Linked DNA regions of Mus musculus: all the other regions are linked to region 6. The links are chromatin contacts, called in public Hi-C, HiChIP or PLAC-seq and promoter capture Hi-C maps. All regions are on one chromosome and are shown on one strand. The core of a region is the stretch at or near the end of the contact, and the rest is flanking DNA. Distances in the headings are between cores, read along the strand shown. Region 1 overlaps Dnajc13 (DnaJ heat shock protein family (Hsp40) member C13). Region 2 overlaps Nphp3 (nephronophthisis 3 (adolescent)). Region 3 holds the start of Dnajc13 (DnaJ heat shock protein family (Hsp40) member C13). Region 4 holds the start of Amotl2 (angiomotin-like 2). Region 5 holds the start of Uba5 (ubiquitin-like modifier activating enzyme 5). Region 6 holds the start of Topbp1 (topoisomerase (DNA) II binding protein 1). Region 7 holds the start of Nphp3 (nephronophthisis 3 (adolescent)).

What was found. Promoter capture Hi-C pulls out the DNA fragments that hold promoters and counts their contacts. A called contact is a pair of places that touch in the nucleus more often than the background predicts. HiChIP or PLAC-seq counts read pairs in DNA pulled down with a chosen protein or histone mark.
Region 1: a contact with region 6 is called in an H3K4me3 HiChIP or PLAC-seq map of pro-B cells, with 4 times the contacts expected there. The contact joins the enhancer-like site here to the promoter of Topbp1 in region 6. A contact is called at or near these places in 1 of 39 promoter capture datasets (pre-B cells), 1 of 484 Hi-C or Micro-C datasets (CD4 T cells) and 6 of 115 datasets of contacts at active chromatin or transcription factors (the SCID.adh cell line, astrocytes, embryonic stem cells and 3 more).
Region 2: a Hi-C map of embryonic stem cells shows a contact between it and region 6, with 4 times the contacts expected there. The contact joins the enhancer-like site here to the promoter of Topbp1 in region 6. A contact is called at or near these places in 2 of 39 promoter capture datasets (hippocampal neurons and liver), 1 of 484 Hi-C or Micro-C datasets (embryonic stem cells), 3 of 115 datasets of contacts at active chromatin or transcription factors (embryonic forebrain, embryonic stem cells and large pre-B cells) and 1 of 9 other capture datasets (pancreatic islet).
Region 3: a contact with region 6 is called in a promoter capture Hi-C map of pre-B cells, with 5 times the contacts expected there. The contact joins the promoter of Dnajc13 here to the promoter of Topbp1 in region 6. A contact is called at or near these places in 3 of 39 promoter capture datasets (hippocampal neurons, neutrophils and pre-B cells), 1 of 484 Hi-C or Micro-C datasets (CD4 T cells), 4 of 115 datasets of contacts at active chromatin or transcription factors (the SCID.adh cell line, astrocytes, large pre-B cells and 1 more) and 2 of 9 other capture datasets (liver and macrophages).
Region 4: a contact with region 6 is called in an H3K4me3 HiChIP or PLAC-seq map of embryonic stem cells, with 8 times the contacts expected there. The contact joins the promoter of Amotl2 here to the promoter of Topbp1 in region 6. A contact is called at or near these places in 2 of 39 promoter capture datasets (the 3T3-L1 cell line and cranial neural crest), 3 of 484 Hi-C or Micro-C datasets (embryonic stem cells, nephron progenitors and reprogramming fibroblasts) and 4 of 115 datasets of contacts at active chromatin or transcription factors (embryonic stem cells, forebrain and stem cell-derived neural progenitor cells).
Region 5: a contact with region 6 is called in a promoter capture Hi-C map of neural stem cells. The contact joins the promoter of Uba5 here to the promoter of Topbp1 in region 6. A contact is called at or near these places in 6 of 39 promoter capture datasets (cranial neural crest, hippocampal neurons, liver and 3 more), 3 of 484 Hi-C or Micro-C datasets (B cells, CD4 T cells and CD8 T cells), 5 of 115 datasets of contacts at active chromatin or transcription factors (the 230-238 cell line, astrocytes, embryonic forebrain and 2 more) and 3 of 9 other capture datasets (adipose tissue, embryonic stem cells and liver).
Region 7: an H3K27ac HiChIP or PLAC-seq map of extraembryonic endoderm stem cells shows a contact between it and region 6, with 8 times the contacts expected there. The contact joins the promoter of Nphp3 here to the promoter of Topbp1 in region 6. A contact is called at or near these places in 13 of 39 promoter capture datasets (the 3T3-L1 cell line, 3T3-L1-derived adipocytes, the C10 cell line and 9 more), 2 of 15 datasets of contacts at CTCF or cohesin (large pre-B cells and pro-B cells), 12 of 484 Hi-C or Micro-C datasets (B cells, CD4 T cells, CD8 T cells and 8 more), 15 of 115 datasets of contacts at active chromatin or transcription factors (the 230-238 cell line, astrocytes, cardiomyocytes and 12 more) and 3 of 9 other capture datasets (adipose tissue, embryonic stem cells and liver).

What each region holds. Positions count from the first base shown.
Region 1 is chr9:104,243,031-104,245,730 of GRCm38.p6, forward strand. All of the region lies in intron 2 of Dnajc13 (DnaJ heat shock protein family (Hsp40) member C13), which reads right to left. Among named protein-coding and RNA genes, the nearest start is that of Dnajc13, 19 kb to the right of the region's middle. Within about 2 kb of position 1,256, at least 57 of the 459 cell types and tissues checked have an H3K27ac peak or open chromatin away from gene starts, as enhancers often do. A contact at or near this core is called in pre-B cells and pro-B cells, where this site is marked.
Region 2 is chr9:104,034,077-104,036,776 of GRCm38.p6, forward strand. It overlaps Nphp3 (nephronophthisis 3 (adolescent)), which reads left to right. Exons shown (of 27, transcript NM_028721.3): 19 at 302-424; 20 at 1,630-1,816; 21 at 1,963-2,204. Among named protein-coding and RNA genes, the nearest start is that of Uba5, 28 kb to the right of the region's middle. Within about 2 kb of position 1,400, at least 21 of the 459 cell types and tissues checked have an H3K27ac peak or open chromatin away from gene starts, as enhancers often do. A contact at or near this core is called in embryonic stem cells, where this site is marked.
Region 3 is chr9:104,261,518-104,264,217 of GRCm38.p6, forward strand. It overlaps Dnajc13 (DnaJ heat shock protein family (Hsp40) member C13), which reads right to left and starts at 1,413. Exons shown (of 56, transcript NM_001163026.1): 1 at 1,182-1,413.
Region 4 is chr9:102,716,487-102,719,186 of GRCm38.p6, forward strand. It overlaps Amotl2 (angiomotin-like 2), which reads left to right and starts at 1,318. Exons shown (of 10, transcript NM_019764.2): 1 at 1,318-1,416.
Region 5 is chr9:104,061,825-104,064,674 of GRCm38.p6, forward strand. It overlaps Uba5 (ubiquitin-like modifier activating enzyme 5), which reads right to left and starts at 1,297. Exons shown (of 12, transcript NM_025692.3): 1 at 968-1,297. The coding sequence starts at 1,122. Acad11 (acyl-Coenzyme A dehydrogenase family, member 11) reads left to right here and starts at 1,900. Exons shown (of 20, transcript NM_175324.4): 1 at 1,900-2,079. The coding sequence starts at 1,937.
Region 6 is chr9:103,304,071-103,306,787 of GRCm38.p6, forward strand. Topbp1 (topoisomerase (DNA) II binding protein 1) reads left to right here and starts at 1,257. Exons shown (of 28, transcript NM_176979.5): 1 at 1,257-1,301; 2 at 2,027-2,117. The coding sequence starts at 2,034.
Region 7 is chr9:104,001,180-104,003,879 of GRCm38.p6, forward strand. It overlaps Nphp3 (nephronophthisis 3 (adolescent)), which reads left to right and starts at 1,365. Exons shown (of 27, transcript NM_028721.3): 1 at 1,365-1,982. The coding sequence starts at 1,602. Gm33054 (predicted gene, 33054) reads right to left here and starts at 1,180. Exons shown (of 2, transcript NR_168653.1): 1 at 1,123-1,180; 2 at 581-855.

The sequences.
Region 1 (2,700 bases), core at 6-2,505, 940 kb after region 6:
TGCTTTTGTCCCCAGCTTTTTGTCTGTTTGGCTCCTGGAGTTCCTTCCAGGTTCTGACTATTAGCCCCTGGTCAACTGAATAATTTGCAGGTGACATTCTCTCACTCTGGAGCGCGTCCCCACTTGCTCTGGTTCAGTAGCAGGCTTCCAGTTTGATGGCATGTGTTTATTTTGCTTTCTTTTCCTGTGCTTGAGAGTCTTGTTACTCTATCCTGCCCCCCCCCCCCAAATCTTAGCCATTTCAATACCTTAAAATATTTCTGTGTTTTCTTCTCAACATTTTGGTTTAGGCCCTGTATTGGGATTGGTTTTTCGAACTGGTGAGAGGTGAGGGTGTAGTATCATCATCTGTGTCTTTGTGTACATCCAACTTTCCCAGCACTAGCACTGTAAAGGCCATCCCTCCTCAACTCACCACCGCCATGGATGCTAGGTCTACACTAGCCTCTACTCGGCTCCAAAGCTCTGCTTTACCCAGGGCCATGCTACTTCAATCTCTACAGCTTTGTTCAATGTGGAGTAAGCTACATAAGACCTCTTGCTTTCTTTTCCCTCAGGGAGGCTTTAGCAACCTGGGGTTTTGTGGTCGTTTTATTTGGATTTGAGAATTTCTTTTTACGTTGTGAAGAAAAGAAAAAGGCATCTCTTCTCTTGTCCAGCTTGCTCCTGAACATAAGCATAACAAGTTACCGGCTTCACTGTCCTCCTCTCCTCCCCTCCCCTCACCCCCATCCTGCTCTGGGGTCAGTCACCATGACTGTCTCTAATATGAGCATCTGTCACTGAATTTCACAGGCCAAATGTCAATTTTCTACTAGTACTGTGCTTAAAATCCTGTTTGGATACTAAAGTCCCATTCAAATTTATAGCATCTGCTCTGCCAACAAATACTGGAGTGATCCAGGAGAAGTCCATCCTCGTAGATTCCATCTAGAAAAACCAACATGTGACTCTGAAGTTCCCACAGTGGATCTGCACTTCCACTTTAGCTGAACATCTGTTCCTTCCTTCCGGCCTTAAGTGGCTTGCTTAACCCAAAGAGGACATTTTTTTCATGGAAGAAAAGTGCTTTTACTCTCTGTAGTCTCCCTTTCTTGTTCCCAGAAGAAACATGTAATTAAATTATGTATGGACTTCCCGAGTGGGAGAAACAAGTAGAGAAGAAAGCTGCTTTGCCAGCCCGTGGACTAGACTCACAACAACCCTTTACTCATAAAAGCAGGAAGCACCTGCAAGTGAGGCCCGGTGGGACCGCACAAAGATACAGAAATGGGTCACGTGACATCTCTGAGGCACAACCTGGAAGGTTATCTCTAAGTGAGGCCCGTGAAGAGAAAGCAGAGGTACGTATTCATTTGATTGCCACAATCAGTAAATTTCCCCAGATGGAATAGCAATGTGTATGTGTCTAGAATCTCTTAAAACAGGCCCCAATTCTTAAAAAAAAAAAAAAAAACAAAGAAAAGAAAAAATATCACATGGAGAATGTATTGTATAAATACATTTTTAGAGAGAAGGTTCAACTAGGAATTAAAAATAAAATTTTGATTCATGGCTGGGTAGTGGTGGCACACGCCTTTAATCCCAGCACTTGGGAGGCAGAGGCAGGCGGATTTCTGAGTTCCAGGACAGCCTGGTCTACCGAGTGAGTTCCAGGACAGCCAGGGCTACACAAAGAAACCCTGTCTTGAACCCCCCCCCCACAAAAATAATAAATAAATAATAAAATTTTGATTCGTGTTTTAATTTTTTTATGTTAAGACTGTTGAAGAATATTTTAAACTCAGATTCAAATTGGTCAGAAAATAAATAAGAACAATGGATTTTAGTGCTGCACGATGCACACAGCAAACTGAAACCACTGAGAAAAGGGGATTGAAAAGAAAACCCTGTTGAAAGGAACCGCCAAGTAAGTGGAAGGTCTTCTGTTTATGGGTGGGAAACATTAGCTCTGCCGAGTCAACGCCACTAAAACCCCAGCCACTTGCAGTGAGATTAACAATTCTCTGAAAAAGTGATACAGCAGTACAAGAAATGCAGAATAGTCAACATTACTCTGAGGTTGCAGCCTCATACCTCCCTGTCTCAAAGGGTAGAAAACTACATTAAATCAAACCAACACATTAGGGACTTTATCACAGATGGGTATCCAGATCAATGGAATCAAATTGAGAATTCACATTTTGGCAAGGGTGTCAAACATTCAATGGGAAAAGAATGGTCTTTTCTTTTCAACAAGTGATTCAAGTATATGTAGATCTTCATTGCACACCACATAAAATTAATTAAAATTAAAGTTATAGAAGTCACAAAAGGAAATCCATTGTAACCTTAGATTGCTTCTTACAAATGACAAAAAGAACAAGAGACACAAAAGAAGACAAGATGGATTTCATGAAAATTAAAAACTGTGTACTTTTATACAATGGCATCAGGAGAGTTGGAAGGCATCCCTCAGCACTGGAACAATACGTGCCAAACACTGATCTAGGATAGGATTTGTGTTTAAAGTAAAGAATTTCTATAGCTGAGCAATCGGAGAGAGAACTTAATTAAAAATGGGTGAATGAGATTCACACCACCTTGTAAACACCAGTTTTCTCTAACTATGCTCAATGAAATTATGAGAGAATACACACACAGTATTCTACAAGGGTAGAAACTATACTCCCTAACATATAAGTTCATAAAGCAAGAAAT
Region 2 (2,700 bases), core at 150-2,649, 730 kb after region 6:
GTCCTTCCTTTAGGAAAACACCTTTAATGTTCTTAGACTTTCACTCTCTTAAGCCTTTCAATGTTTCAATGTTCTATCTCCTTCCTCATATCAGCCTAGAGAAGGGTCTGGTCTAGAAGATCAGGGACTTGTCTCAGTGAGGATGGTAACTGTTCCTCGTATTTGGCCTAGCTTTCTTGGCTTTGGATTATACTAGAATCAGAAATCGTGGTTAAATGTGTTTCTCTCCCTCCTGTGGTCTCCTGAAGCCACCGGAGGCCTCTGTTGCCAAAGGTCTCACTGTGGTCTCCTCCCTTTCCAGTCAGGACAGAGTGACCTGGAGAAGCGCAGATGAGCTCCCATGGCTCTTCCAGCAGCAGGGGAGCAAACAGAAGCTGCACAGTTGCCTCCTCAACCTCCTCGTGGCTCAGAACCTTTACAAAAGGTCCGAAGCGTCTTCTAGATCACCTCTCCCGGGAGGGTCAGCTTTAACCAGCTGGTTGTTTTATGTAACAACACTGGCAAATGCAATTGCTTTAAAATTTAAAATCTGAGTAGTCTCAGTAGCACCAGAAATACAAACAATAAGCGTGAGGGATTCCGTGACGGTTTATAAATTGTCATGAGATCTTCTTTGTTAGGGGGAAAGTATATTGCTGCTTTTCAAAAATCAGCTAGAGTGATCCCAGGGCAGCAGTATCATACCTTACTCTTACATTTAAGCAGATTTTAAATGGTGCAGAGAAATTATTCCTAACCTCAGCTCCTCAGGGCCACCAGATCTCTCCCTAGTGTCACTTTTAACCAGATTCTGGGCTCCCAGTGGAATCTGACCGGGTTAACGCAAACATTGCTCTACAATGTTACTTCCGTTGCCTCTGGATACATTTGAATTTGTTAATGGCGTAACTGCCCTCTTATTAGCCTGGCTTTTCACCTACTAAGCCGCAGGAAGGATTTTTGGTTTGTTTTCTGCCTCACTTAGAAATTTAGAAATCAGATGTAGAATTTGATTTGCCCCTGCTGAGCTCACAAATTTCATTGTTGGACCCGCTGAGCTCCTTGCAAGCTGCCTGTGAGCCCTGTGGATTCACATTTCACATATGGCCTTTGGCATGGCATCTCTCTCACCCTCCTGCAAATATCACCTGCAAACGAACCCTGTTCCGTTTCCCTCCAGTTCCTCGGGGCAATCACGAGGTTGCTATACGAGATGACCCGTCTCGCTAGTTTCTGCTGCTTAATTCCCATCATTTAAAAATGATTTGGAGGTGAGCTGAGCTAACTTTAGCATCAAATGTCTACCCGGGATTCCAGTGAATAGGCATCAGGGAAGAAGCAAGATCTTAGCCATGGCTGCCGGCATGGCAAATGCCTTCCCGAGTGCTATACACTCGGACAGCAGGTGGCGCTGGTAACCCCTTCTGTATAGACAGTGGTGAGAGGTGAGAGGTCAGACAGCCTGCTGCCAGACACTGCAGCCAGGAGATGTGGGATGGATGGCAGTGTAAGCCTGGCCTCACGGTCCCCGTGCAATACTTGCCTCTAAATAAACTGCCTACAGCTCCGTAGGAAGGAATTCTGACGTTTTCATTTGCTGTGGGTTTTAAAATGTGCTTTCCATTAAGTTAGCCTTGTCTGTTGGAACAGAGGACACTTCGCCGAGTTGCTGAGTTACTGGCAGTTTGTAGGCAAAGACAAAGGTGCCATGGCGACCGAGTACTTTGAGTCACTGAAGCAGTATGAGAACAGCGAAGGCGAGGAGAACATGCTGTGCCTAGCCGACCTATATGAAACCCTCGGCCGCTTTCTGAAGGACCTAGGACTTCTCAGTCAGGTAACCTCAATGGACCCAAAGGCAGGATGACTCACGTTTACACCTCTCTCCTCCCAGGACGGGAGGTTTTTTTCTTTTGTTGGCGCTGAGATCTGTGGTGTTGAATTGCTGTGTTTGATCAGCCCCTCTCGTGCCTTTGTTCCCAGGCCGTGGTGCCTTTGCAGAGGTCCCTAGAAATTCGGGAGACAGCCTTAGATCCTGATCACCCGAGAGTAGCCCAGTCCCTCCACCAACTGGCCGGTGTGTACGTGCAGTGGAAGAAGTTCGGGGATGCGGAGCAGCTGTATAAACAGGCCTTGGAGATCTCAGAAAACGCTTATGGTGCAGACCATCCGCATGCTGCTCGTGAACTGGAGGCGCTGGCGACTCTGTACCACAAACAAAATAAGTAAGTCTTAGATGGCTTCACCCTCAGACCTCACGAAGCGAATGGGTGTTTCCAATGTATGGAAGTGGTAGGTTTGCATCTGTTTATTTTCTTTATCCTCTGTGTCATGGTCAGATGGTATTTCCTGGTCTTCGGGGGTACATACACACAGAAAGCTGCATGAAGGACAGCGCATGAGCTTTGAGGTGATCTAGTTAGAGCTCTTCCACCAGGCTTCATCACTATAATGCTAAGCACGTTGCAACTACAGGGACCATGAGCCATTCTTCTTAGTGGCGGAGTCCAGTTTGGCAAGAAGGTTTTATTGGCTCCCAGCCATATGTTTTATTTGCATATTGTCCATGGTTGCCTCTGTGCTCCACCAGAAGGTTTTCTTAGTTTTGACACAGATCATGAAGTCCACAAAGCCTAAAATATCAACTACACACCATTTGTAGGAGAGCTTGGCTGATCCGCAGTACAATAAACAGGTTTTCAAAGCCAGGCTATACTTCAG
Region 3 (2,700 bases), core at 163-2,662, 960 kb after region 6:
TGGTATTGGCCCAGGACTCAAGCTAGCTTTAAGGTCTTTACATCCCTGTTTCTTAACTCTGGCTCCTCTTTTTCTCCTTTAATTTGTTTGTACTTCCTGTTTCCAAACAAATGTGAACTCAGTGTTTTCTCAACTAGGACTGGCGGTCCCGTCCCTGAACGTAATGTGGTATTAACAGCCAGAGCCACCATTTGCGATATTGCAACTTAAACATTGGTTTATACTATATATGAAAATTAAAGGGGCTTTTATGCTGTAAGCTAAATTAAGTTAAACAATGAGGCACTAGAAACAACAACAACAAAAAAAAAAACTAAACTATAGAATAAACGGGAAAAGCAGATCGTGGAAGTAAAAAATCACTACTTTGGGAGTTCATCTCTGTGTTAGGGGGCGATTTTTATTTACATCATCCTTCCACCAAGTGATTAGGGAAACGGTTTCAAGGTAAGAGTGGCTAATTTAGCATCTTACAATAGGGGTTTTTTGGGGGGCGGGGGCACGCAGGTGTACTCTCAACACCCACTTCATTGGGCGTCCAAAGTGCTGCTTCACCTACACCAAAAGCCGCGTTCAGAGGTGAAATCACAGCCCAGCACGGGCAACAGTGAACAGGCCAGGCTACTTTACAAGAAGGAAAAGCCTTGGGGGGAAAACTTGGTGTTTGATAAAGGACTTGAGGAAGAGAACAGCAGCTGCCCCTCCTTTCCCATCAAATCGAAACAAAACTGAGACGAGGAAAAAAGAAAGAAAAAAAAAAAAAAATCGAGTCTACGCGGGACCCCAGAGGAAGGAAGCAGGACCGCTAACCTAAGAAAACCGGAGGCGCCGGCATCCAGGAGGGAATCCCGAGGGCGGAGCCCACAGGGGAAGGAGGTGTGGAGTTGAGTCGGGGAGAGTTGCCGAGAGAAGTGGGGGACAGGGATAGTGATGGGAGAAAAGACGGCCAGGCAGAGAGAGGGGTGGGGCTGCCGGGCAGTGCCCCGGGCAAATGTCACTCAGAGCCGGGGGAGGGGAGGGTCCGAGCGCAGGGATCCCTGGACGGAGGATCGCGGCTTCAGCAGGTTCGAGCCACACACAGCAGCTTAACGCCGCCCGCTCTGGGGTCCCTGCCCGGAGCCCCCGGGTCCCCGAAGGTGGGAAGCGGCATCGCAGAAACCCAGAGCCGGAGGCGGCTTTACCTTCGCAGGAGGCTGGAGGCGCTCCAGCCCGAGCTCCGCCCGCCGCCGGCTCCACGTCTTGAGTAGGATGGAGGCGCCGCCGGCCCCGTCCCCTCTCGCTTTCCTTTTCCCCGCCGGGGCCTGTCGCCGCGGGTTCCTGCGCCGCGGCCCCCACCCCTCCGCTCCTCCCTCTGCCTCTCAGAGGCTCGCCCTGGACGCCGCCATCTTCCACCAGGCTTGCGAGCGCTGAACCCTAACGCGCGTGCGTGGCCGCCGCCCCGGCCGTCACGAGACCCTGTCAGCTGACCTCGGCGCTTCCGCCTCGCGCCCCGCCCTCGGGAGCACTGTGCTCCCTCCCTCGGTGGCCCATTCGCCGTCTTCCGGGAAGCGCCGCGTGCGCGCCGCCCGCCGTTCCGCCTCTCGGGAAGTACGCGTGCGCTTAGCGAAAGAGAGCCTTGGCCCAAGCAGAAGGCGAGGCGCCACGCCCCCTGGAGCGGTCCGAGAGGCCACGCCCCCTGAATCCCTGGAGACACGCCTCTCAGCCAGACGCTGGCATTGGCTACTGTAACTCTGCAAAGGAGCAGCTCTGTTACCTAGCCCTAGTCTTCAGTGTCCTGGCGCATCCACGAAGCCGTCGAAAGCCTCAGTGCGCATCTCTGGTTTAGCTGCATCGTGGGCATAACTTTTACTCGCTACTGACACACCCTGAACGCGGATTTAAGTTTTGAGTGTTCAGGGAGATAATGGAGACCGAAGCCTCAGAGGTCAAAGGCCTTTGCGGGTGAAGTGTTGGGACAGTTAACACTGCTGCCTTCCTGGACCTCTGATCCCAGAGCCAGGATTTAATTGGCCAACTACTTAAGGTCAATTAACTTGCAGCCGTCTGAGATAGGGATTATCCTCTATTTTCAGATAATAAATTGATGTGTAGTTCCACAGTAGTAGACTTAGTATTTGAGCTCAAGTAAGTTGACTCAAGAACTGCTCTCTGGATAGGAACTCACTGAAACTATATGAAGAGGGGAACTCAGGAGAGTGACAGTATCAGAATGAAACAAAGTTACAGATGACAATTGTGTCAGAGCTCTGAGCAACAGACGGTGTCTCATCTAAGATGTGAGAGGGGCAGACTACCCTCTAAAACGTGATTCTGTGGGGGGAAAAAAACTTGTATGGACACACAGTTCTAGGTTTAAATGCTCTGGTGAGCCTAATATTATTATTGTGTAGCAACCCTGGAACTGGAATTTCTCAGGGACCCCGTCTGTGGTTGAATCGTTTCATAGATGGAGGTTTTGGGATGAAAAACATGTAAAATGGTTTCTACAGACTTGACTTTTTGGCCGACTGACCCATTTGTGTTACTGGAGACGACTAGATTTTTCCTTAGGAAGGCTTTCCCACACTGTCCCAGTGAAATAAAAGTGCCTGTGAGCAGCCAGAAATGGCTTGCTTGGAAAGATGAGACCTGAAGTAGAGTGGAAAGGGGAAAAAACAACAATGAAAAACAAAACAAGATGCCCTTGGCCTATCCCAGGGT
Region 4 (2,700 bases), core at 68-2,567, 590 kb before region 6:
GGTTTCTTGTCCTTGGTCCCCTCCAGCAAACTTAGGAATTGAGAACGCCGAGGGAAGGAGGGGGTTGGGCCCGGCAGTCCCGCAGCAGAAATTGGTCCTGATTCGAGGTGGATGGGACTGAGGAATGCACGCTCTAACCAGAAAGAGGGTGGGGGGGGCGGGGAGGGGAGGGAGTCAGAGCAGCTAAGCTGGAGGAGTCTCCTGGGGAAGTAGAAGGGTCCAAATGACAAAGGAGTCGATTCCACACCAAAAGCCAGAGAAGCGGAAGACAAAGAGGGTTGGCTAGGTGTAGACGAGGTGGAAAAGACACTGAAACTCGGGACAGGTAGGTGGAAGCAGAGACTCTCTGCCTTGTCAGGTTACGGAGACCGGATTTTGAAGACCAAGAAAAGGGACCTGGCTTCATTGGCTACTCTCTGTGTGACCCTAGGCAAGTTGTTTAGACTCTCTGAACCTTGGTTTCTTATTTATTACAGACATGATAAGAGCACCGTCGGAGGGTTACTGGAGTCGGATGGCCGAGTAAAAAGCAAGTGGTGACCCGCCGCGTGCTTGGCTTAAAGATGAGCGGAGTTAGGGAGGAGTTGGACCGAATGCCCAGTGAGTGGTTGATTCATTTAGTTAGGTAGTGGGTTAAATCCACCAGATTTTCAACCCAGATTCACACACTTCCTGTAGAGGCAGGATTAAAAGAGCTGGCCAAGGTGTTTGTAAACAATAAAAGTGCAATTCAAAGTTTGCCGCTGGGGGGTGAAATAGTAGGAGTTAGGAAAGAGGCTGGGCAGCGGCGGGCCGAAACATCGTTTCGTCTGCAACACTGTCAAGGCTGGGCGGATGTGAACTGCTGTGCAGTCCTCCCGCCATTTCCAAAACGCCACAGACCCTTCTTACAGCCACCATAGGGGCGTGAGAGGCTGATCCCTGGAGTCGTCCCTCGGTGCCTGTAGGAATGGAGGGTGAGAACCCGGTGCGGGCAGTGGTGGGGCGATCTTGGGACGAGTTGGTTAAGACACTCCCAACAGCTAGGACACAAAGCAGGGTGGCAGGGAATGAATGCCGCACGGCCGCCAGAGCCCAGAGTGGCAAGGGGACAAGGCTGAGGCCAGCCCAGCGGCCAGCCGCAGCGCCGCCTCCCGGGAGGAAGGCGGGGGCTGGCCCGGGGAGCGGAGGGAGGCGGAGAGCGGAGGAGGGCGGCGCGCTGAGAGGTTATTTGTGGTTCGCTTTGATCCCGAGGGGGAACCTGAAACTCTCACATTCCTGGCATAGCAGCCGCCTCCAGCGCGGGCTGACCTAGAGGCTGCGCACTGGGGCGCGAGCAAGCAGATCATCGGCGCCACCGACTAGTGCGCACCTCCGTTGCTGACTGTACCTAAGCCGAACCGGGTCTGCGTGCGCCGGCAGCCGCGGGCCGCAGCGGTAAGCAAGGTGCCGGGCACTCCGGGCAGTGCGCGAGGCCGGCGGGGACGCTTCCCAGCAGCAGCGGGACACCGCGATCAGTCCGACCCTTTCTGGAGATCGGAGCTGGGGTGGACGAGCCTCCCCGGGAGCGGGAGGGGAGACTGTGAACCCTTTCGAGGATCGATCCTGGGTGTCTAGCCTAGACTGCTCGCGCTTTTGTGGGGGTGAGGACACCATTCTCCGACCCACTGGGGCTGGAGGAAGGACAGAGGATCAGTGTTTGGGAGTGTGCGTCTCGCGTGCGGGGCAAGTGAAAAGCTGCGGTAGGCATATCTCGCTGAATTATGAGGTTACCGTGGCTGCTTTGTCTGGATTGGGGATACAGGTGGCTTTTACCCTCAGCTAGCTCAAGAATTCCTCTTTGTCTTCCTTGGAAAATCCTCTGCGGAGCCACGAACTGGCTCTCACTTAGAAAGAATGCAGCCTGCTGTCCAGTCCGGTGACGTCAGCGCTGAAGTATTTGGAAAACAAAGAGGGTTAGGGAGAGAGGCGTACCCGCGATGCTTAAAGACCTCTCGCGGTTGCGGGTTTTGCTCGCCCGGGGCGCTCGGGCAGCCACCGGTGCTAGTGGTCTGCCTCGGTAGAGGTGAGTAACGCCGGGACCCTGGACTGGCCTGGTTGACTTGGAGACTAGCGTTGGTTCCTTTTGCTGGAGTGAGCCCAGGCCAAGGCCAGAGACCCGTGTTTGCTTAGAAAGGTGGCTGGTTTTCCGAGTGCAGCGCTCCAGTGCAGCCCAGGTACAGCGCCCGTGTAAGGAAGTTGATTTTCAGTAAGTGCTCTTATATAAGTATTTGAAAGAAAGATTGTGCATCTAGGGGATTCGATTGGGACGTTTGTGCGATGAAAGGCCTCGGAAATGTTCGGTGCTCCGAGAGCCTGGCTCATAGTCGGCGCGCCTGGAATCTGCCGGGAAGGCTCAGCATTCCTTCTAGCCGCTCCCGGATCCTTAGCGCGAGTCAGCCCAGACAGTGATTAACTTAGGAAATACCGCGTAGAAAAAGCCGCGTGTGAGCAGACTCTTCAAGTCTTACACATTGCAGGGTGCAGTTGGGGGGGGGGGGGAGGATTAGTTGCTGGCTTGGGTATCGTCAGGGCTCATTACCTTTCTCCAGCTCTGCCAACATACCATTCCCAAACTGAGGTAGGACAGGGGGCTAGCATTAGTATGGCACAGAAAGGGGCCACCACCCCCTTCCTTTGTCTCCCCCCTCGCCTCATTACCCCATCAACTGGCATAGGTAG
Region 5 (2,850 bases), core at 47-2,546, 760 kb after region 6:
CTATTGTATACTGCAGTCCATCTAAAATAGCTCCCTACACTTTTCTCACCTCCAGGATGAGAGAAAATGATCAGCAATCCCCTAGGACCGTGGTGAGAAGAAACATACATGTAACGGGAGGTCTAACAGCATGCTGCCGACTGTGGTCGTCTACGAGGTTTGCCATGCACGACTGCTGTTCTAAGAACTGCACATAAACTGCTTCAGTCTTCAGAACTATGGCGGAAACAGGCGTTCCTGTGGCCCCACTTACAGGGAACAATCTCACCCAGAAGTTCAGCAGCTGTTAGAAACCGTTCTAAGTTACTGACTACTCAGTAAGCTGAGAAGTGAAGCCACTCAATCTTCTAAGCCCATTTAAGGAGAGCAAAGAGGAGGGGTCAGGAGCCCTGGCAAAGCCAATATTCAGGGATATTCGTGAGCACCCTAGTAACTAACTCTCCCTCACCCTGCTCCATCTAAGTTACACCAAGAGGCATTTAGGAAACGGTGCTCTATCCTCGGCGACTTTACATGAGATATTATACTCTGACAGAGCTTTCTATGCATCAGCCGATGCAGAGCCAGGTAGACTAATAAAGATAATGGTGACAGGAAACTGGGTACAGGACAGCAGGCAGAAGAGCTCCACCATATGGATGGATGGCTTGGATTGTTTGTTTTTTTTTAATAAAATGTTATTTTCCTTCCTTGCAGAAAAAAAGGGGTCTCACTACACAGCCCAAAGTGGCCTACAACTCCTGTAGCCCAGACTGACCTGGACCTCACGACAACCCCCTCTACCTCACCCTCCCGAATGCTACGATGAATCGTGAGCCAACTCGCTTGGTGAAGAATATCTTCTGACTAGCATAAGACATGGCCTTGCCCATCTGGGAACTGGACCTCCACAGCAGGAAAGGAGCGGCAGGAGGCCGGCTGAATCCCTCGCGCGGAGCGTGGCCCTGCCCGCCCCGTCATGGATCACCTGTAGGGATTGGAATCCAACACCTCGTCGCTCATCTCCTGGATGCGGGTCCGGCCGCAGTGGCCGTCCCCTCCAGAGCGCCGGGTTCTCTCCCGGGCGAGTTCCTGCTCCAGCTCCTCAACCCGCTGTCGCAGCCGCTCCACCGAGTCGGCCATGGCTGGGCTCCCGGTGGCCTCCGATCCCAGGCCGGACCGCCGCCGTCGCCGTCGTCGCCGCCTCCCCACGCTGCCTCGCTGGGCCCACGAAGCGCAGGAGGAACAGACACAGCCTTCCAGGTCCAGACACCGGCGAAGCGGCTCCAAGGCTCCCAGTAAGACACGTCTCCGGCACGCCCACCGGGCTTCCGGCGTGCCACTTCCGGTGCGCCGCCGCCATCGCTCCGCTCGGTAAAAAAAAAAAAAAAATAATAATAATAAATAAAAACACTCCTCAAAACACTTAGCTTTCTTCTCTAGAACCAAGACCCAGGTCTCAGCAGAGCCAGCATCATATGTGTCCAGATCAAGTCGACGGCCATTCCGTCTTTCCTATCTAGGAGGCCATGAGAAACACCAGGGTCTTTTAATGCAGGCTCAAGGTTCTGGCGGACTCTCTTCTTGCACGGACCGCACAGGTCTTCCGCTGGCGCGTCCTTAGTCTAGGGTGACAGCTGTTTGTCTTCATTCGCCAGAGTCACGTTTGCGACCTTGTTTTTCTATAAGACTGAGGACTCCAGCTCTGACGCTGAGGGTAAATTCTAAGTCTGGTCCCACAACAGGCAATTCTTTTATTTCTCCACCAGACTCCGAGTCCCAGACTCCGCCTCCCACATGGCTTTGCAGCAACACTGCCCAGAGTCCCGGTGATTGGCTTCTCCTAAGCCCCGCCCGACCACGCCCCCCCCCCCCCCCCCCCAAGTGCCGGTCTCCTTTCTGCCTTGGCGCAACCTCCGTACAGTCTGTGGATTCCTCGGTGACAACAGTGGCGGTCATGGAGACGGATGTCACCAGTGACACCGTGGAAGTGCTACCCCAGCACAAGTTCGACCTCAGGTCCCTGGAGGCCTACCTGAATCAGCACTTGCCGGGCTTTGGGTCAGATTCCCGGGCTGTGCTGACTGTTACTCAATACAGGTATCAACCATAGCCTTTGCCTCCTGGGAACATGTCTGTGCTTGGTGCTTCGCTTCCTTTGGCCCTGGGTGGGTGTCTCATTTGCCCGGTCGGGATTTCTTTCCCTGCAAGGATGCTTCCTGGATAATTTGTACTCGAATCCCAGGCTAGTCTGAATTAGAGGGCAGGAGCAGAGGTGCAGTATCCATTATGCAGTGCAGTCTTGTTAAGGACTAAAATTATGTGTCTAATTCACCGAGAGTGTTGCGGCTGAACACTCTTGAATTCCTAATAGATATCTTCTGTGACCTTCTGTGCTACAATCTAAAGATCAGTTTCTGAGGGGCTGGTGCCATTTTGTTTAATTGACCTTAGTCACCTGGGGCTAGGTTAATAATACCAGCTAAAATATACCAATTCGATTCTAGACATTCCACTTCACTGTTTTTAGCACCACTTAAGGCCTAAGTTCTTGAAGCAAGGGAATTAAACGGGAGGAGGTGACTCCAAGAATACCTTTCCCCACTGACAAGTGAATCTGGTTTTAGTCTGGTGTTTTGTAAATAGAGAGGGTATTTTTTGTTTGGTTTTTGATTTTTGTTTTTTTTTTACTTTTATACAGTTCCAGTATAAAACCATTTCATATGGTTTCAGTAAACTGTGCCTGGCCTTTCTATCTGGGGATTTAACTGTAACATAAATTCAGAGATCAAAGTTCCTTTCCTGTAATATTTGCCTGTATCCATTAGTCTTGATAAAGAAATGAAGTGATTTAGGTGAAAGGACTTAAGC
Region 6 (2,717 bases), core at 7-2,506:
TATTACCTGGGGACAGTGAAAAATGAGAAAGGGCATGAGCTATCAAAGGTGGCAGGATCTAACTGGATTTTTACAAGGAGAACGACCAGTAGTCAGACTACAGGTTTGGCTAAGTAAAGATTCTTTGTCACAAAATGCCGGAAGTACACATCAGAAAAGAAAAAAACCAACTTCTGTAATAAACTGTGCCGGGAAAATTGGATAGCCATACATAAAAGAAGGAAACTAGATCTTAATCTCTCTTGCGTTACACAAATATCAACTCCAAATGGATTAAAGACCTTAATGTCAGAACTGAAATCCTGAAACCAAAATAGTCAAGGGCTTTCTGAATAGGGCCCTAGTTGCTCAGGATATAATACGAACAACGGACAAATGAAATGGGATTGCGTGAAGTTAAAAGGTTGTGCACAGCAAAGAAAAATTAATCAAATGAATAAGCATACAGATGGGAGAAAATCTTTGCCAATTATACACCTGATAGAGGATATCTAGAAATACTTTTTTTTGGGGGGGGGGGGGTGGAGTTTCAAGACAGGTTTCTCTATATAGTCCTGGCTGTCCTGGAACTCACTTTGTAGACCAGGCTGGCAACTCAGAAATCCGCCTGCCTCTGCCTCCCAAGTGCTGGGATTAAAGGTGTGCTCTACCACTGCTCGGCTTAGAAATACATATTTTAAAAGTCTTGAATGTGAATATAACCTAATCAATAATCTAGCGTGCCTTTCATCACCCAGTCTTCTTTCCGTTACTGTTTTTGGCTTTGGTAAGGATTGATTGTTCATCCACTTTGGGGAGTCAGACCTTGACTTTCTTAACATCCTCCCACCCACAAGCCGCTATTAGCTTCATGCGCTGCCCCGGCACCGTCAGGAGAACTCGCCACTGGACCCCCTCGCCCCACTTCTGCACGTTCTGGACTTAAGGCTGATCGGTCCGGCCGCCCGCAGGCCCTCGCCACGAACGATGAGCTGCGCCGCAGCCGAAACTGTTGCCGCAAACCCAGACCCCAGAGCATCTCGGGAAAGCGTGCCCAAGGACCGCCCTCTTCCGACCGCTCCGCTTCCCAGAGCGGGGGCCCCGATGACGCCACTTCCTCCGGAAGAGGTGTGGCGTCCGCTCGGTTGGCGCGAAAGTCGGTTCCCGGTCTTGGCCCTTCCGGGTTCTGCAGCGTTAGCTTCGGGTTGGGGGCGCCGCCGAGGGCGGGGGCTGCGCGCCGGGCTGGCGCCCGACCCCAGCCGCCGTCCTGCCGGCCGCGCGCCCCCCGACTTGGTGCCCGTGGGCCCTCGGGCTCCACCTAGGTGAGCGAGCTTCGGCTCCTCCCGGCCGGCGTGGCCGCCCGGCGCCTCTTGCGGCCTTCGCGCCTCTCCTAACCGGCGGGTGGGCCTCAGGTCCCTGGGGAGCCGCGGCCTGGACGCTCCTTTCCCTGGGAGCTGGGCCGAGCGTGCACGACCTTGCACGGTGGCTGCTTGCGTTCAGAGTTCGTTAACTTAGGAGCAAATCTTGCGGGCTGTGGGTACCCGTAGCCGCAGCGGCGCCCTGCGTCGTCTTAAGCCCCATGCAAGTGAACAGTGAGTGACTGAGGACCAAACCAAGGGTCTCAGGGGATTCAATCAGGAACGTTCATTTTGTTCTCACGTTTGCAAGGATCCGTGTCCTTTTTTTTCTTCTTCGACTTTGCCCACCTTCTGGGGCCCTTTGTAAACATCTTGAATGAATTGATGAACCAAGCCAGATAGCTATGTCTTAGGCACTCTTGTCTGCATAAGAAAATAGTTGATTTGCAGGCCGGGCGGTAGTGGCACACTCCCTTTTTTGCCAGCTTGAGTGAGGCAGAGGCCGAGCATCTCTTGAGTGCCAGGCAGACCTAGTCTACAGAGCGAATTCCAGGACTGCCAGGGCTTGTCTCAAAACTAAAAAAAAAAAAAAAAAAAACCAAAAACCCTACAAAAATAGTTGACTTGTACATTTAATTCCCTGATTGACTGACTGACTTTTGTTCTTCTTGACTGCCTTATTCTCACAGTTCAGCTATGTCCAGAAATGACCAAGAGCCGTTTCTTGTGAAGTTTTTAAAGTCTTCGGACAATTCAGAATGCTTTTTTAAAGCTCTTGAGGTAAGAATTAATGGATATGTCTTATTTGATACTTGAGCTCATTTTCATGTTTTAAATGTTTTTGCTTTGTTGGATTTTATGTCTTAGAAGTAGATAATTTTAATGAAATTTTGCTATAGCATATGCTTAATACAGATAAATCACTGCTATATAATTTTTAGTTGATGCAAGTTTACCATTATATTTTTTGGGAGGATTGAAATCTATTGTGACAATTGGATGTTAACCTACAGTTTGATCCCCTACCCCCGCCCGGTCTGTGTCTGTTTGTGTGTGTGTCTGAGCCATCTTCCCAGTCCTCTGACTTAGAGTTCCTGACTTGTTTTGTTTACTAACCCCATTGATCCTTTAAGCACTGAAAAACGGAGTCACAATGCAATAGTTTTGGTTCATTGCTTGCTCTCTCTCTTTCTCTCTGTCTCTCTCTCTCTGTCTCTCATACACACACACACACACACACACACACACACACACACACACACACATATTCATGAATGAATGAATGATGGGAGTAGTTTTGAGCTTTGCCATTCACAAACCCTAGTAATGTCCTTGTAGCTTGGGAATCTATTAGAAATGCAGAGCCTTGGGATCCCAACC
Region 7 (2,700 bases), core at 115-2,614, 700 kb after region 6:
TTGCTTGCTTATCTACATCTCAGAGTTGGCTTTCCAAGAATCCTAGGGATGCCTGTGGATGGAGTGAGCCACCAAAGACTATCTTAGGTCAGCCCAAGGAGGCTCTGCATGGACTGATGCTTAAAATGCTACCAGATTTCTTACAGCTGGGGATGGAGTAAGCAAGCACTGGAATAAGATTATATCCCCCTTGGGTAATGAGGCTCCCGGTAATGAGGATGATGGCAGAGAGAGTGGCTGGCATTCGGAGACTGCCTAAGAAAAGGGCAAGTATAAAGATTACCAGCACCCAGCTCACAACAGTGTTGAGTCAAAGCCACTGCTCACTTTTCTGTCCCCTCTAACCTGGGGTACCAATCTGGGATGGGCAGGAAGATAAGTTAGCAGACCAAGGACAACTTGGAACAGTAGCACGCGTTCCCTTCCTGCAAACCCTGTACTTAACAATTTTCTTCCGTCTAGAATAGGGTCCCTGGCATCCTTATCGCCAGGCGTTATAAAACCTGAGCTTATCAAGGATGGGGGTGGGGGGAGAGAAGGGTCGCGGGGGTGGGGGGGTTCAAGTGGTGATGCTTCGAAGTTCTTTCCTGGCTGGCATTATTTATTACATGTTTCCTGAGAGACACACTAGGCACTGAACTGCCTCCAGAAAAGAGCCCTTTAGTCAGGACCACAGAAACAGTTGCGGCAGAGCGGGGGCAGATGGGTATGTGATCTAGTTCTTGCTCACTGAGACAAAGTTCACGCAGAGGGAGCAGAGCTTGTAGGTTTGGGCCTAGTCTGGAACCTTCCCTTCTGGATGTCCGGATCTCCTGGTACCGCCCAGCTTGCCCAGCTCAGTCCTGCCGCCTGCTCCTGCAAAGCAAGTTCTCAGGGCCGCCAGCTCCGTGATACCCATTCCTCTCCTCCCGAGTCTCATTTCTCTCAACCCTCCCTTGTCCAGCTCCTCTACTGGTCTCATTCAGAAGAGCACGCCCCCGCGTGTCTGGTCACGCCCCCAAAGCCTGGCTCCGCCCCACAGGACTCCTGGCCACTCCCCCTCTCGTTGTCCAGCCAGGACCACCTCTCCGACTCTCTGACTGGTTTTCTCTTTCTTCTGCTGCTGCCTTACGCCCCACTTACCGGGCTACGACCCTAAAATCTGGCCCGACACTCTCTCTGGGCACTGCTCTTCTCAACTGACCACACCTCCTCTCGCTGCTACGTCCCACCCCTCTCTGTTAGCCTTAACATCCCCAGCTTGCTCGGCCACGCCCCGAAAGTATGGCTCCGCCCCTTCTCAAGACGGCCACTCTTCTTCAACACCACGCCCCTCTAGTTGCCACGTTACGCCCTTCTCCCCAATCACCAGGCCCGGCTCACTTACTGCTCCGCTCTTCCCTCCAAACTCCGCCCTCTCCTCTACAGCACCTCGCCCCACCATCTAGGCCCCGCCCTTAAGGCCTGGCCACGCCCCGGCCACCTCCCTGCTCCTGGCCACGCTCCTCTCTGATTTTGGTTTCTCCCTGCGGCGCTCCGCCCCGCTTGACAGGCCCCGCCCTCCTGGTCCCGCCTCCTCCTGGCACCCAGCCGACTCTCAGCCTCAGCCGGCCGCGGGCATCATGGGCACAGCCTCGTCGCTGGTGAGTCCCACTGGCGGGGAGGTGATCGAGGACACGTACGGGGCAGGCGGCGGCGAGGCCTGCGAGATCCCGGTGGAAGTGAAACCCAAGGCCCGCCTGCTGCGCAGCTCGTTCCGCAGGGGCGCGGGAGCCGGGCCCGGGTCGCTGCCTCGCGCGGCAGGGGGCGGCGGGCTGCTGGGCGCCAGCTTCAAGTCCACCGGCTCGTCTGTGCCCGAGCTAGAGTATGCGGCGGCCGAGTTCGAGCGGCTCAAGAAAGAGTATGAGATCTTCCGGGTCAGCAAGAACCAGGAGTTGCTGTCCATGGGCCGCCGAGAGGCCAAGCTGGACACGGAGAACAAGCGGCTGCGGGCGGAGCTGCAGGTAACGCGGGACCGAGAGCGTCGCAAGCGGGAGGCTCTGAGGAAACTGAGACCCGAGCGCACCGCTCAGCCGCTTGGTGGCACCACCATCCTACCCCAGCTACAAACCAAGTTGTTTTCTAAATTGTGCAAAAGCTGCTCCTCCTTTATGTGGAATCATTATTTGAGTGTAAACTAATTTCTTATCAGCATCTTCCCCTGCCCCTTTCAATTTACGGTTCATTCATTAAGACACGTTGAATCAACCCAAGTCCTGAAGTCGAAAAATTTCTCAGAGCAACTACACACAAACTCCTCCCGGTTTTAGGTATCTCCAAAATGGAGTTCTTGGGTTAGTTTTCTTCGCGAAGTTCGGCAGATTCTGGGGTTTAATGATACGATAGGAATTTTTCTGGAAACCTCCTGATTTTATGGTTTTTAACTGTTGTGATTAAAAGTCTTCCCTGAGAGTACTCAAACTCTCTTAGTCCATTTAGTTAATGGACTAAACAGTTACTGCAATGCTATTGTAGGCCTTATAACAGATCGCCTTTGATTCATTCGGATACTAGGTAAAGCAGAACTTCTCGGAGTAAAAATATGGGACTATATGCCGTGGGTTCGGAGCCTCTCTGGTGGTCATTTGTTTATACCTTTCTTTTCTGTGAGAGGGATCTCTGACAGCCCAAGAGCTCCCGGCACATCAGAACTTAAATAAACATCACAGATTTTTTTGTAAA